3 separate regions of the Mus musculus genome follow, and regions 1 and 2 are each linked to region 3. The links are chromatin contacts, called in public Hi-C and HiChIP or PLAC-seq maps. All regions are on one chromosome and are shown on one strand. The core of a region is the stretch at or near the end of the contact, and the rest is flanking DNA. Distances in the headings are between cores, read along the strand shown. Region 1 overlaps Pappa (pregnancy-associated plasma protein A). Region 2 overlaps Astn2 (astrotactin 2). Region 3 has its middle 93 kb from the start of Gm23950.

The links. A called contact is a pair of places that touch in the nucleus more often than the background predicts. HiChIP or PLAC-seq counts read pairs in DNA pulled down with a chosen protein or histone mark.
Region 1: a contact with region 3 is called in a Hi-C map of tail fibroblasts, with 5 times the contacts expected there. The contact joins two enhancer-like sites. A contact is called at or near these places in 3 of 484 Hi-C or Micro-C datasets (adipose-derived mesenchymal stem cells, tail fibroblasts and uterus) and 1 of 115 datasets of contacts at active chromatin or transcription factors (embryonic fibroblasts).
Region 2: an H3K27ac HiChIP or PLAC-seq map of the NIH/3T3 cell line shows a contact between it and region 3, with 10 times the contacts expected there. The contact joins two enhancer-like sites. A contact is called at or near these places in 2 of 484 Hi-C or Micro-C datasets (embryonic fibroblasts and liver) and 1 of 115 datasets of contacts at active chromatin or transcription factors (the NIH/3T3 cell line).

Annotation. Positions count from the first base shown.
Region 1 is chr4:65,201,646-65,205,618 of GRCm38.p6, reverse strand. It overlaps Pappa (pregnancy-associated plasma protein A), which reads right to left. Exons shown (of 22, transcript NM_021362.1): 7 at 467-965. Among named protein-coding and RNA genes, the nearest start is that of Pappa, 79 kb to the right of the region's middle. Within about 2 kb of position 1,813, at least 12 of the 459 cell types and tissues checked have an H3K27ac peak or open chromatin away from gene starts, as enhancers often do. A contact at or near this core is called in tail fibroblasts, where this site is marked.
Region 2 is chr4:65,475,390-65,479,450 of GRCm38.p6, reverse strand. All of the region lies in intron 19 of Astn2 (astrotactin 2), which reads left to right. Among named protein-coding and RNA genes, the nearest start is that of Trim32, 130 kb to the left of the region's middle. Within about 2 kb of position 2,105, at least 96 of the 459 cell types and tissues checked have an H3K27ac peak or open chromatin away from gene starts, as enhancers often do. A contact at or near this core is called in the NIH/3T3 cell line, where this site is marked.
Region 3 is chr4:64,536,026-64,540,192 of GRCm38.p6, reverse strand. No RefSeq gene overlaps it. Among named protein-coding and RNA genes, the nearest start is that of Gm23950, 93 kb to the right of the region's middle. Within about 2 kb of position 2,397, at least 15 of the 459 cell types and tissues checked have an H3K27ac peak or open chromatin away from gene starts, as enhancers often do. A contact at or near this core is called in the NIH/3T3 cell line and tail fibroblasts, where this site is marked.

The sequences.
Region 1 (3,973 bases), core at 564-3,063, 670 kb before region 3:
CAGGCATGTGCCCAAGTCCCTATGAAGCTGCCACTTCACCCAACATTTTCATGTAGTGGAGAAAAAATCAGAATGCATAAATCTCTTTCAAACTTATATAAACATAAATCATGAGCAAAGTTCTATTCTATCAGAAGAGTAATCTTCATTAGTAATAAAGGACTTATTGTTAATCCCATCCACTCTCCTTTGTTTGCTGTTGAAAAGACCAAGGTTTGGAGAGATAAATGAATATCACAGAAGACTGTCCTCACCTCTGACCCTTTTGACTCCATCCATGGCCCTTCCTATTATATCAACTCTGCCTTATTAACATGAATTCTACACTCAGCACTGGGATACAATCTCTAGAAGTAAGTCTGATGGAGATGAACTTTCTCCTTTTCGGTCAAGACCTTCTGACTTTCCCCACATCTTTCCACAGCCCACCCATTTTATCAGCTCCTGAGAGGGAGAATGCACTTACGTGTCCATGAATCTTCTGTTGAGGTGGAGTAATGAGGCTACATCTTCTAGCAGAGGTGGGTCTCGAAGCACTTTATACTGCAGAGGTTTACACTGTAGGCAGAGTGGACTGTCTACAGTGGAGGTCAGCATTGCTGCATCAATCTCCAGGTGCTCATCAAGAGTATAGATTTGGATGCCATATACCTCCTCACCCACATCCCGGAGTCTGATGGTAAGTGGGATATCACAGAAAACATTCTGAGGACCCAAAGAGATATTCTTTCCACTGATAGTCAAGAGTTTGATGTCATTGACAGCTCCACTAGAGTCCCAATCACTGGAGACAAAGGTTACCCAGATGGTCAGAGACTCAGGGACCAAAGGGTAGCGAAATTCCAGCTCGAGGTAGCAGCCTTGTGGCTCAGGGCAGGCTGGAGGAACTGTGTGTGGGTTGACAGCTGAATTTGGACTCCAGGTTCGGACACTGGATTTACAGGGCTGTTCAACATCTGGGTGACCTATATCGAAAAGAGATGCAAATGAGTTCTTGCTACATTCTGGTTTTCAGAGTTTCCCACAGACCCAGAAAAAGATATGTCTGATGAGAACTTAGGGATAAAGGAGTAACTCCTAGTGTCATGGAAATCTGCTGTATATAGAGCACTCAGCTCATCCCCCAACCCCGCATAACAGATCTCAGAGGAGTCACCCAACATTGGAAGTGAAGTTCAAGTGTCTTACTACTAAGAAAATGCTGAAGCTTCCCTTTTTAAGTTTCCATTGAGAGGTTTCGGTGCTGCATATAGAAAGAAAGAAGAGGTATTTTTCTGAACACTCTTTGTGTCCCATGAACTTGTTTAATTTTTGAATAGATTCATTTTCTAAATGATGTAATTAAGGTTCAAAAAATTGAATTAATTGAACAAAGGTATATACCATGAAGTCCCTGCTAGATGCAGGAATCATTAAAATTAGAGTTCCAGTTGTATCATCGACGTTGATACATCCTGCTTAGACTTAACAGAAGCACCAGAAAATAACTAGCAGAAGAGGAGAGCAAAACAGAGAGGATGCGTGTCTTACTCAGAGATCCTGGGAGGAGACTAAGCCAAATGACAGAGCTACAAGTCAGACTTGGGGCCCTTTTATCTCTACTCCTCCGTTTCCCTACATGAGATCATTCAATACCACTGTGCTTCTCTGAGTTATGTCTCCTTTCACTCAAGGACAGAGGAGTGGGAAAAGAAAAAGTTGATGTTGCTACTTTTCCTCAGAAAAAGGATGCTTCTTCTCTACTGATCTCAGTCTGAAGCAATTTATAAATTCTTCACCGATGAGGTCACCCATACAGAGAACCCTTTTCTTGTACTGCTGAGAAAAGTGATCACAGCTCGGGGGAGTTCAGTGAGAGACAGAGATCATTGGTGAGGACAAGCTAAGAGAAGTTATAGTAGTAGTCATATCATTTGCTCCGTCAGTATAACTGGATAGTAGTGTTCGTTTAGGGGATGGGTATGTTGGATACTTCTAAATAAAGAGGAAGAAAAGCAACCTTAGTCTTACAATACTTTGTGGTAATATTACAATGTAACAGGACTCAAGATAACATAAGCATTAAAAATGCAGTTGTGTGTGTATGTGTGTATGGAGGCTGTTATTGCAGTGGAGGTTGTTAACACCCTCTATATCCTTTTTTTTTTTAAAGATTTATTTATTATATCTAAGTACACTGTAGCTGTCTTCAGACATACCAGAAGAGGGTGTCAGATCTTATTAAGGATGGTTGTGAGCCACCATGTGGTTGCTGGGATTTGAACTCATGACCTTTGGAAGAGCAGTCAGTGCTCTTACCGGCTGAGCCATCTCTCCAGCCCCCACCCTCTATATTCTTATCTTTTCTTATAAAGAGAGAATCAACATGCTACAAAGTTGAGATGGCAAATTGAAAAGAAATAGAGAACAAATGGAAACATGGAAAATACACAAAAACATTTTCATAAATAACAGCTGACCAAGACAATATAATCATAGCTACAAGATTTCCTCCACTATATCTTGATTGGATTCATCACCTACTAATTAAATGCTTGCTAGAAGTCACTCTTGCTTTAAGGAAAAGGGACAATAATTCTGCAACTAACTTAAGTCTTCTTATTTACTCTGCAATACCATGTATTTCTGACTCCCAATTTTGGATTGTGAAGATACAGGGATCTCTTTTGAATCCAGTATCCGTTATCCAAAACAGTTTACAGGATATTAAGAACATTCTCTAGTCAGTAATTAACTCAAAAGATCATATTAAAAATCTTGTAAGACTAGATATTTCTGTCTCCATTTTACTCAATGCTGAGAGCCTTTGGTCAAAACAGTATCTGGTCTGTAGAGATTATGCATAGTAGGTATTTTTCAGTATTTGCTCAACAACTATCAATATGGGAATTTATACATTTATAAAAAGAAGATGTGAGTTTATAGAGTACTCTCCAGTGGTTGGTGCCAGGTGAATATTCCACCCCCTTCATGTGCTTTCCCTGGAATTGGCAAGGGATAAAGCTATCTTTCTCCCATCCTTGGAGAAAATGACTATCAGTTGGGGAAGCCACAGGAGAACAAAGATGACAAATCTGTTTGACTCATCATTCCTTTTTGTTTTCTTGTAAAATCAATAGAGTGACCAAATGCTTTCCAAAGGATAAGGTGGGTCTGTTCATTATGCCCAAATAGGCACATAGGAGTAGAATTTTAGCAAGGCTTCTACTTATCTAGTTATTACAGACAGATTCTTAAATAGTAAAAGAACCATTAAGTTTCACAAAACCTATTAGTAATAATGCCAGGTTTCATACACTTACCAGCCTTTTATGTAGGCAATGCACCAAACAAGTTGCATGCCTCAGATCTCTGTATCCTGGTAGCAAGTAAGCTCATTTTATAGAAAACAAAGCTCCAGATAGCTGAGGAAACCTCTTATAGTTAGTAGAGTATCACTGGATATTGTTGGTCCAAGCAGTGTACCAGGCTTTGAAGCAATTATAGCTGAATTAAAGTCCCAACTATCCAGCTTCAGCTATGTTACCCACTTCAATGTTACCCACTTCATAACATATTTATCAAATGCAAATGAAATGGGATCTTTAATAAATGGTCACAAATATATGAGTACCATCATGAGAAGAAATGAGGGACCAGGAAAGGAAGTCTTTGCGGGAGGAAGCATTTCAAATATAGACAATGGTTGAGAATGAATGTGAGATAAGAAGACTTCCAGTTTCACACAAAGAAAGTAGTAAGGGCTGCTAAACAGAACCCACTTCAGGAAGTGTTTTGTATGACACATTAAAAGACTTGAAGCTTGCACTTAGATAGATGAAGAGCTCATGGTAAATTTTAAACAAGAGAGTGACGTAACAATTGTCTTTTTAAAAAAGCCACTGTTTAGAGATGTAGATACTATCTATTCATCAATCATCCATCTTTGTCTATTTATCATTCCATCTGTCGATCCATCCAGGTACCAATCCAC
Region 2 (4,061 bases), core at 856-3,355, 940 kb before region 3:
AGCTGCATATGTATCAAAAGATGGCCTAGTTGGCCATCACTGGAAAGAGAGGCCCATTGGACAAGCAAACTTTATATGCCCCAGTACAGGGGAATGCCAGGGCCAAAAAGTGGGAGTGGGTGGGTAGGGGAGTGGGGGAGAGGGTATGAGGGACTTTTGGGATAGCGTTGGAAATGTAATTGAGGAAAATACGTAATAAAAAAAAATAAAATACTTTGGAAAATACTCATTTTTCTCATACATAGGCATACCAGTTTCCCAAAAGAAAATAAACACAAAATATTATTTCTCTACTAAAAAATGACTACTCTAGATAAAATCTCTGAGGCAAATGGCTAGGAAACCTAGAAAATTGTTTTCTTCATTTGAAAGAATCTTGAGAATATTTGATTTCACGAGATTATAGTATATCTCCTTAGTCCTATCTGTCTATCATCTATCTATCTATCTATCTATCTATCTATCTATCTATCTATCTATCTATCTATCTTCTGTCATCAGGAATGTATGTGTGCTTGAGCCATATGTATGCATATATATGCATATATATACATATGTGTGTATATATATGCACATATATATATATATATTAATATAATTTCCATATTATATACTCATGCACACACATAACAGACTATTGGAGAATCAGTTGACTGCATCTTTATGGGTAGAGTTACAAACTTGATTAGAACATCATCTTACTTTCCTCTGCCTCCTTCTAATTTTTAATAGCTCTTTCCATTTTATGTCTAATCTGAGATCAGAAGCTCCCGGCCCCTAGCTGCTAGTCTAATTCATTACTTTATCATTTCCTGATTCCTGCCCAATAGAGTATAGCATTCTTGGGAGAAGTGAGAACTAAAGTAGAAGGGCCGTGGTGGGGATGGGCAGTTAGTGAGGAGCAGAATCCTTAGAACTTTGTTGTTAAGAGTATCCTCATGTAGATGCTGCTGCAGGAGAATGGACAAAGGGTGAAACATGGATTCATGGACATTGCCCCAAATTGACAAGAGAATAAGAGGAAGCAATTCCAGAGGCAAAGAGATAGCATAGCACGCTATAAGAACTAAATCCCAGAAGAGTCAAGAGCAGGGAGGACTTCAAAGAGATGGAGCTCATAGACAAGGGTTGGTTTTATGGAAGACAAAGTTGATCCTTCTAATCAGAGACCACATGAAATATTAAGTAGAAATTATTGGTGATGGTAGAGCAAAGAAGAGGGGATCAATTTATCCTGTGTTTTCAGTAAAACATGAATGGGGGGGGGGAATACATGAGGTTGGAGTGAAAGAAAGCCGATTTAGGTTAAAGTACCAAAGTGTTTTGCAGTGTGTGGTCCATTTATATCTGCATCATCATGGGGAGCATGTTAATAATGGAGATGACTGTGCTGACTCCAAAGTTACTCAATCAGGATTTTTTGGGACTAGCCCTAACTGGTTTATTCTCTCTCATTCTCTCTGTCTCTGTCTGTCTCTGTCTCTCTGTCTCTGTCTCTGTCTTTGTCTCTCTCTGTCTTTGTCTCTGTCTCTTTCTCTGTTTATGTGTGTGTCTCTGCCTGTGTCTGTCTGTCCCTGCCTCTCTTCTTCCCCCCGACCCCCGTGTGTGTGTGTGTGTGTGTGTGTGTGTGTGTGTGTGTGTGTGTGTGTGAATGATGTCTATAGGTCCAGTTGTGTAGGGTAATTAGCCACATGATAAGCAAAGGTGGGAGTTAGGGAGTCTCTATTCAGATAGCACAAGCACATGACATTACAGGACGTGTAAAAACTAATGTAAATAATTACCACAGAGATACTACAGCAAGATTTGAATGCCATGTTAGGTAAGGTGTCCCAGGGAGGAGACTACAGTAGAGATGGGATTAAAACAAAGGCCTGAAGGCAGACAAGCACCGGCCTCTTTATGAACTGTTCAGTTGTTTGCCAGGGCAGGATTATGGGGTCTCCTGATCTTGTTTCTACTCCTAGCCACACAACTTTGGAAAGGTCACAGGGCCCTCGCTGCAGGAGTCATCTTGAAAAAGGGCATCTCTCCCTCCTGCTGCCTGGATTGAGCAAGAAGCTGGACACAGGGCGAGGCAGCAGCTGTGAGTCAGACTGCCCCCACACAAGCGCAGGCGCAGGCACGGGCTCCAGCTCTAAGCTTGGGGCCCCAGTTGGGATGGAAGTTCTCCCTTGCTTTCACTATCTGAAAACTGCCTGTACAGCCAAGTGTGGTTCAATGCTGCCTTGTCTCGCTGGGAATGATCTGAGCTATTCATGCCCCTGCTGTGGGTTCCATCCCCCCTTCCTCCTGTACCCTTACCCTCCCTCCCCTTATTTCCCATTTTCTTTTGCTTTCTTCTGCTTGGTGTCGTTTGGTTTCTTTTACTCTACTTTTCCTTTTTTCCCTACATCATTCTGTTATTCCTTTGAAACCTTTTCTTTTCCATGTTTTCTTATTGGCAGTGTGATTCAGGAGACCTACTTAGAACATCAGGGGGTGTCTAGGTCCTTTCAAACTCATTTCCTTTGTGCCTTAATTCCTCCAATTCCCCAGGAAAATAGTGTGATTCAAAGGTGTTACAAAGACAAGGGCCCATCAGCATTTCTCCCAGCATTGTCTATTCCAACTGTACTTTTAAAAATGGATTTTTAAATGGGATCGTTCATAGGGATCTCAGCGTTTAGCTGCTTACTAAAACTCCTCTAAAGTTGTTATAATGTCTGAATACCCTGCCTCCCCATACCAGACCAATTTGATGAGAACTTTCCGGAGAGTGTCCCAGGCTGTAGGATATTTTTTTAAAGCTCCCTCAGCTGATTATCCTATATATTAAGGTAAAGAAGCATCCCTTTACAAACAGCTGCCTTTTGTTAAGGGCAAAGAGACAAGGACACTGCGGCCCAAAAGAGGTAAAGGGTCATATCCAGAATGAGTCAGTGTGGACAGAACTAGAACCAATCCTCTTGCCATCTCTGTCCCCTTGGCCCCACATCTGAATCACCTTAAGCAAATGCCAGGGCCTCAGGAGAGCAGCCTCCTGCCTCTGCCAGGGCCTGGCGTTAGAGGAGAGCCCCAAACACAGCCCCATTAAGCCAGGCAGGGCCTTCCGGGAATCACTGCTGGCTCTGGCTTAGAAAACAAACAAGAGTTCTTTGGCTTTTGTTGGCTGCATCCTGGAGTTGGGGAGCTCAGAGGAGAGCACCTAAGGACGCAGGTTTGCTGCTCTTCTTGGAGACAAAGTGGGGCTGCCAGAAGCAAGACCAGAGACAGGTGGGCAGCGTGCAAGGGGGTGGGGGAGCTGAGGGGAGGTGTGTGAGTCAGGAGTGCATGCCTCCCACAGATGCTGCCAGCAGGCCTCCAGAGAGAATGCACCACACATAGAAGCTAATGCCTACAGGGGAGGGAATGTGGGGCCAGATCTCAGCCTGGGTGGCAGCTTAGTAAATGACTGCACCCAGACCTGCTTCCACACAGACCCTCTCAGGTGTCTCCAACCTCCAAGCCTTCTTCCTAGAGATATTGGACATGGTGGGAAGATACCACAGTTGGGATCTTTCTTGTGGCCGTATTCATAGAAAGCCACATGTCTTATACTTGTCTATATTCTTTACATACTACAATGGAAGGAACATTAGCTTGATTAGTGCATAGAAGAGGAGAGAAAAATCACAGAGATGAAGTCCTCTGCCCTAGGCACATAGCCATTGAAGTGCATTACATAATCATTACTGCATTCAAACTCAAACCAGCCTGATGATAGGGCTTAGGCTTAGGCACTTCAGAACACTGTGGTCATATGAATGAACCATCTGACGTGGGTTGGATACTAGGTGATCTCTCTGGGCATCAGGGGTTTCCTCTGGAAACTGATGCTTTCTCTGCCTATTTCACATGACAGGTGTGAAGATCAAATGGAAGCTGGACATGAAAGAGATTAGTAAATAGCAAAGGGATATACAAATGCAAGAGATTATTTCTGTTATCACCAAACACAGCTGTGTCCACACAAGGGGAACCATTACCCCTGATACACCTGTCCACACTTGTGACCTTGGCCATTCTTGGCAGCCTCTTTG
Region 3 (4,167 bases), core at 1,148-3,647:
AGTACTTTTTATTAGCTCTGTGCTTGGTTTTTGAGATATCTCAATTTTGTATCATAAAAACATAAGCAGGATTTAAAGTGCTTGTAATGAGAGATGCACCATAATAAATAATAACTGTATACTATTATCCTTTATTCTCTTAGCAACAAAAGTAAGCTCAGAGTTAAAGTATGTGTTCTTCAAAAGGACACGATGATACTAAGATCAAGCATTGGTCTATTGACCAAATATAGGTCTATTTAACCCCTGGTGTTTCTTCCTCTCATTCTATACCATTCCTAAATCTCCCATTCTTTCCATTCTCCTCAATCTTTCTCTATGTCTCAAACTGTCATCATACCTCATTTTCTAGGAGGAAACCTGTTGGACTCTGTGTTAGAAGATAGGTCTGAAAGGGCTGTGCATTCAAAGCTAAAGTTTATCCATGTCCCATTTACTCATTCTACAATGATTGAACTGAGTTGCTGTTCTCTGTAGGGCATTCTCAATTCTACTGTATGCCATATAGCAAATGTTTGAAGATTTGCTTCATCAAAAGTGTTGTTTGATAAAATGATTTCTCAAAATTAAGCATATGTGTAATTTTGAGTCTGAGTTGGCAGCTCATGGTCAACACATAGAGATCATATGCATGGCATGTGAGCTGACATGAAGTCAGGAAAGTGTTTTACAGATGCATTGCCATAAGATATTTATTCTTTTGTGTTTTCTGCCTTCAAGGAGTGCATGTAATGGCATATGTGCACATGGGTGCATGTGTATGTAGAAGATGAAAATTCATATTCTCAATCCACCTTTATCTTTCTCTTTGCCCACTGAGGCAGGATTTCTCAAGCAAATGCAGATCCTGCCAAATAGTTGGTGTATCTAACTGGCTCGTAGCAGGATTTTCCCTGTCCCTGTCATTCTAAGCTAGATTTATAAATGGGTCGTTATGCCCACCCAGAATAGGTCCTCAGAATCTGAACTCTAGTCTTCACACTTATGATGCAAGTCTTCTAACAACTGAGCCATATCCCCGCACAACCTCTGTTCTTAAATATATTCATGGCCAGTAGTGTGTTTTGAAGATCTCAGTGTTCTTTTCCAAAAGCCTGACATACAATGGTTAAATCTATTTTTACAAATTACCATTTATTTAGTTGACCTGACACTTAGCAAATGAACCAAAAAAATCCTGAAATCTATTACTTAGTTTATTCTTGGCAGGAAGGACTTTAGAGACCAATGAATATAACCCTCTCTCCAGCCACTGTACACATCAGTGTACTGATGTGAAGCCTGTAACCCACTGAGGAAAGTAACTATCTTCTCCCTTTCTCAGCATCCTGAACAATGCCCCACCTACAGAGTAACTCTTATATCAGTAAGGGAATTGATTTACAAATGAAGCAAGGTTTTTCAAGCTACTGTCAGTGTCTAGGAGAGTGCCTGGTCAACAAGAATTGTTTAGATGTTTGTTTAATCAAAGGAAAAGTGAATATATCTTTTTGAGAAATGAAATGGAAAATTCTTACATTACAATCTGTTGTCTACTGTGTTGCAAGTTGATATTCACCCTGGAATGTTATTGGCTACTTAAGTATGTGTTCAGATTCTATATCAATGTCTACAAGAAACCATATTACTATATTGTCTGGAAACATATAGTTAGGGTTGGTTAGCCCGTACATGATCAATAACCTTCTTGATTCTTCGAACATGGAAAAACTTAAAATGATACTTGGAAGATGACTTCTGAGGAGGCGTCTGGTTAAGAAATATTTTGTGTGGTCTGATAATGTATTTATTTATGAGACTAAATGTTTATCTAAGCCTCCAGGACATCACTGGCTTCATTTCGGTATCTGTGTGCAGTTGTGTTTTTCCATGGTCGCAACAACTCCATCCTTCTGGGGTCCAGCTGGGCTACAAAGTAATAAACAGACATAAAATTTGGATCATTCTATGACAAGAAGTGGGAGCAACCCAAAGCCTTTAAGAAATCTTTCTTTCAGTAGTGACTGCACCAGCAAACAGCTAGTTCAAGTAGGGTTCAAGTAAGCACACTGACTTTGTGAAAGCAATTAATGGCCTGTGTAGAACAAATCTGTTTATATTTATGTGCTGGACATTTGAGATATAGCTGTTTTTCGTGAAGTTTCCTCTTTGAAAGCATTTGACATTGCGTTACTTTGACAACTTTTATAACTAACTCAGAGTCTGAGAAATCCTCCCCTCTGTCTCCATAGTGTATTCCTTTGCCAGTTAAGAAGTAAGCAGGTTCTACGTGAAATCAATGAGCACACTTCATTCAGAATCACGGAGTCAATGATTTCAGAATCAGTATCTAAAACTTCTTATTGGATACTCCATCCAAGGCTCATAACCTCTCGCTGCTTACGAGATTTTCTTGCACAAAGAATTCCACATAGTCATGATGAATCACTCTGCAAAGACACTTCAATATCACATGACATACTACTTCTTTGCCAATTTATTTATATTTATGAACATTAAATAAATGAATTCATACTGAAGGGTAAAACCAAGTACAAAAGGCTTATATTCAGCCTTGAAAAAAAATGAAACAGTAATGGCAATAGTAAATATTGCTCCCTGACATAGAAGAGGGTGATGCAGTGTTTCAACTGTTGACAGGAATGACAGCCATTCTTGAAGGGGGAAGAGGAAAAGGATACAGAGCTGAGCAGGCTTTCTGGGAAAGGTGACACTTGAGCTTGGCCAGAGAGTGCATGCAAGACTACTCAGGGACACAGGTGAAAGAACAGAAAGTTCGAGGAAAGCAGGGACTCCCCCAGCTCACCCTAGCTTCATTCTTCATGAGCTTCCAATCTCATAGTCCAAAGCATCACCCTCCCCCTTCAGAACCAGCAGCCACATTGACCACAGCCCCCCCCCCCCCAGGTATTATTTAAAGTGCTTTGAGCTCACTAGGTTCTCTGCAAAAAGATTATGGAGGTAGATAGTGTCTCAATTTCTGTGGAGCTGGAAACAAGATCATAGGTATGCACTTGATCCATACATAGGTCTAATATGCCAAGTCTAGTTAGTGGCTCAAGTTGACTACAGCTTTTGTCAAATGATTTAAAAGTTCCAAAAAGCAACAGGGCCAAGAAAGTAAGGGGTTAGTCTGGAGGACTATGCACACGCACCATAATATGCTTGATGAAACAGATCCTTTGTCTGCTAGCATCTGAGTCCAGAGGAAAAGGGTGTGTGTGTGTGTGTGTGTGTGTGTGTGTGTGTGTGTGTGTGTAGTTTCATATGCCAAGAATTCACATTATTTATATTACACAGTGTTATTTGCCTCCATTCTCTCTGCACATGTTCTCAAGATACTGATAAACAATGGCCTATTCTCTCCATTTTGTGAATGAAACACTAAATTTTATGTAGTCTGGTACTTATTTGCATTAAAGGAACCACACACATCGAGTTATGCTCACTAAGATAGGATATCGATATAAACATTGAGTGGATGCTGTCTGACACTGAGAATACTGGCAGTGTGTGGTAGTTTTGGGGACCAGATTAGACACAGGAGGAAAATCTCTGTGAACAGTCAGGGGAAGCAATGTTGTTGGTTATTACATAGCAATTTGCTGGGCACATCCTCAGCATGACTGAATAGCCCCTTTACCCTGAGGCCCACTCTCTTTGTTTATTAAATTAATGATGAATAAAAGCTTCAGTCTTTGTCTATCAGCCTAGGGGATTCATTAGTTATAAAATGAATGTGCTCACCTCAAGTTTTGTTTTCATTGTATTCATTACGTGTCTTCTGAACCCTAGCTTCACTGGAATGTGATTTGTATCCCTGCAAGATCCCTTAAAGCCTTCTACTTTGCTGGGAGCAGGCAGTTCAGAAACAAAACAAAAATAAGGAGAGAGGGAAAAAAAGGAAAGAAAAAAAAACCTTGGAAGTCTATTTCCCTCCCCCCCCCCTTCTTTTTCCTTTCTTTCCAACCCCTCCTCTAGAGAACACCAGAGAAATAAAAATAAAACTGTAATTAAGAAAAGGACTAAGAATAAATTCCACGCATTTAACCAGAGTTCCATCTCTGAACCCAGGAGGATTGGTGCATAGCTGTGGTTGTGCGAGAGGAAGCGTGCAGGGAACTCATGCTGTGCTTTCAACACAGATACAGCTCATGAGGAATAGTT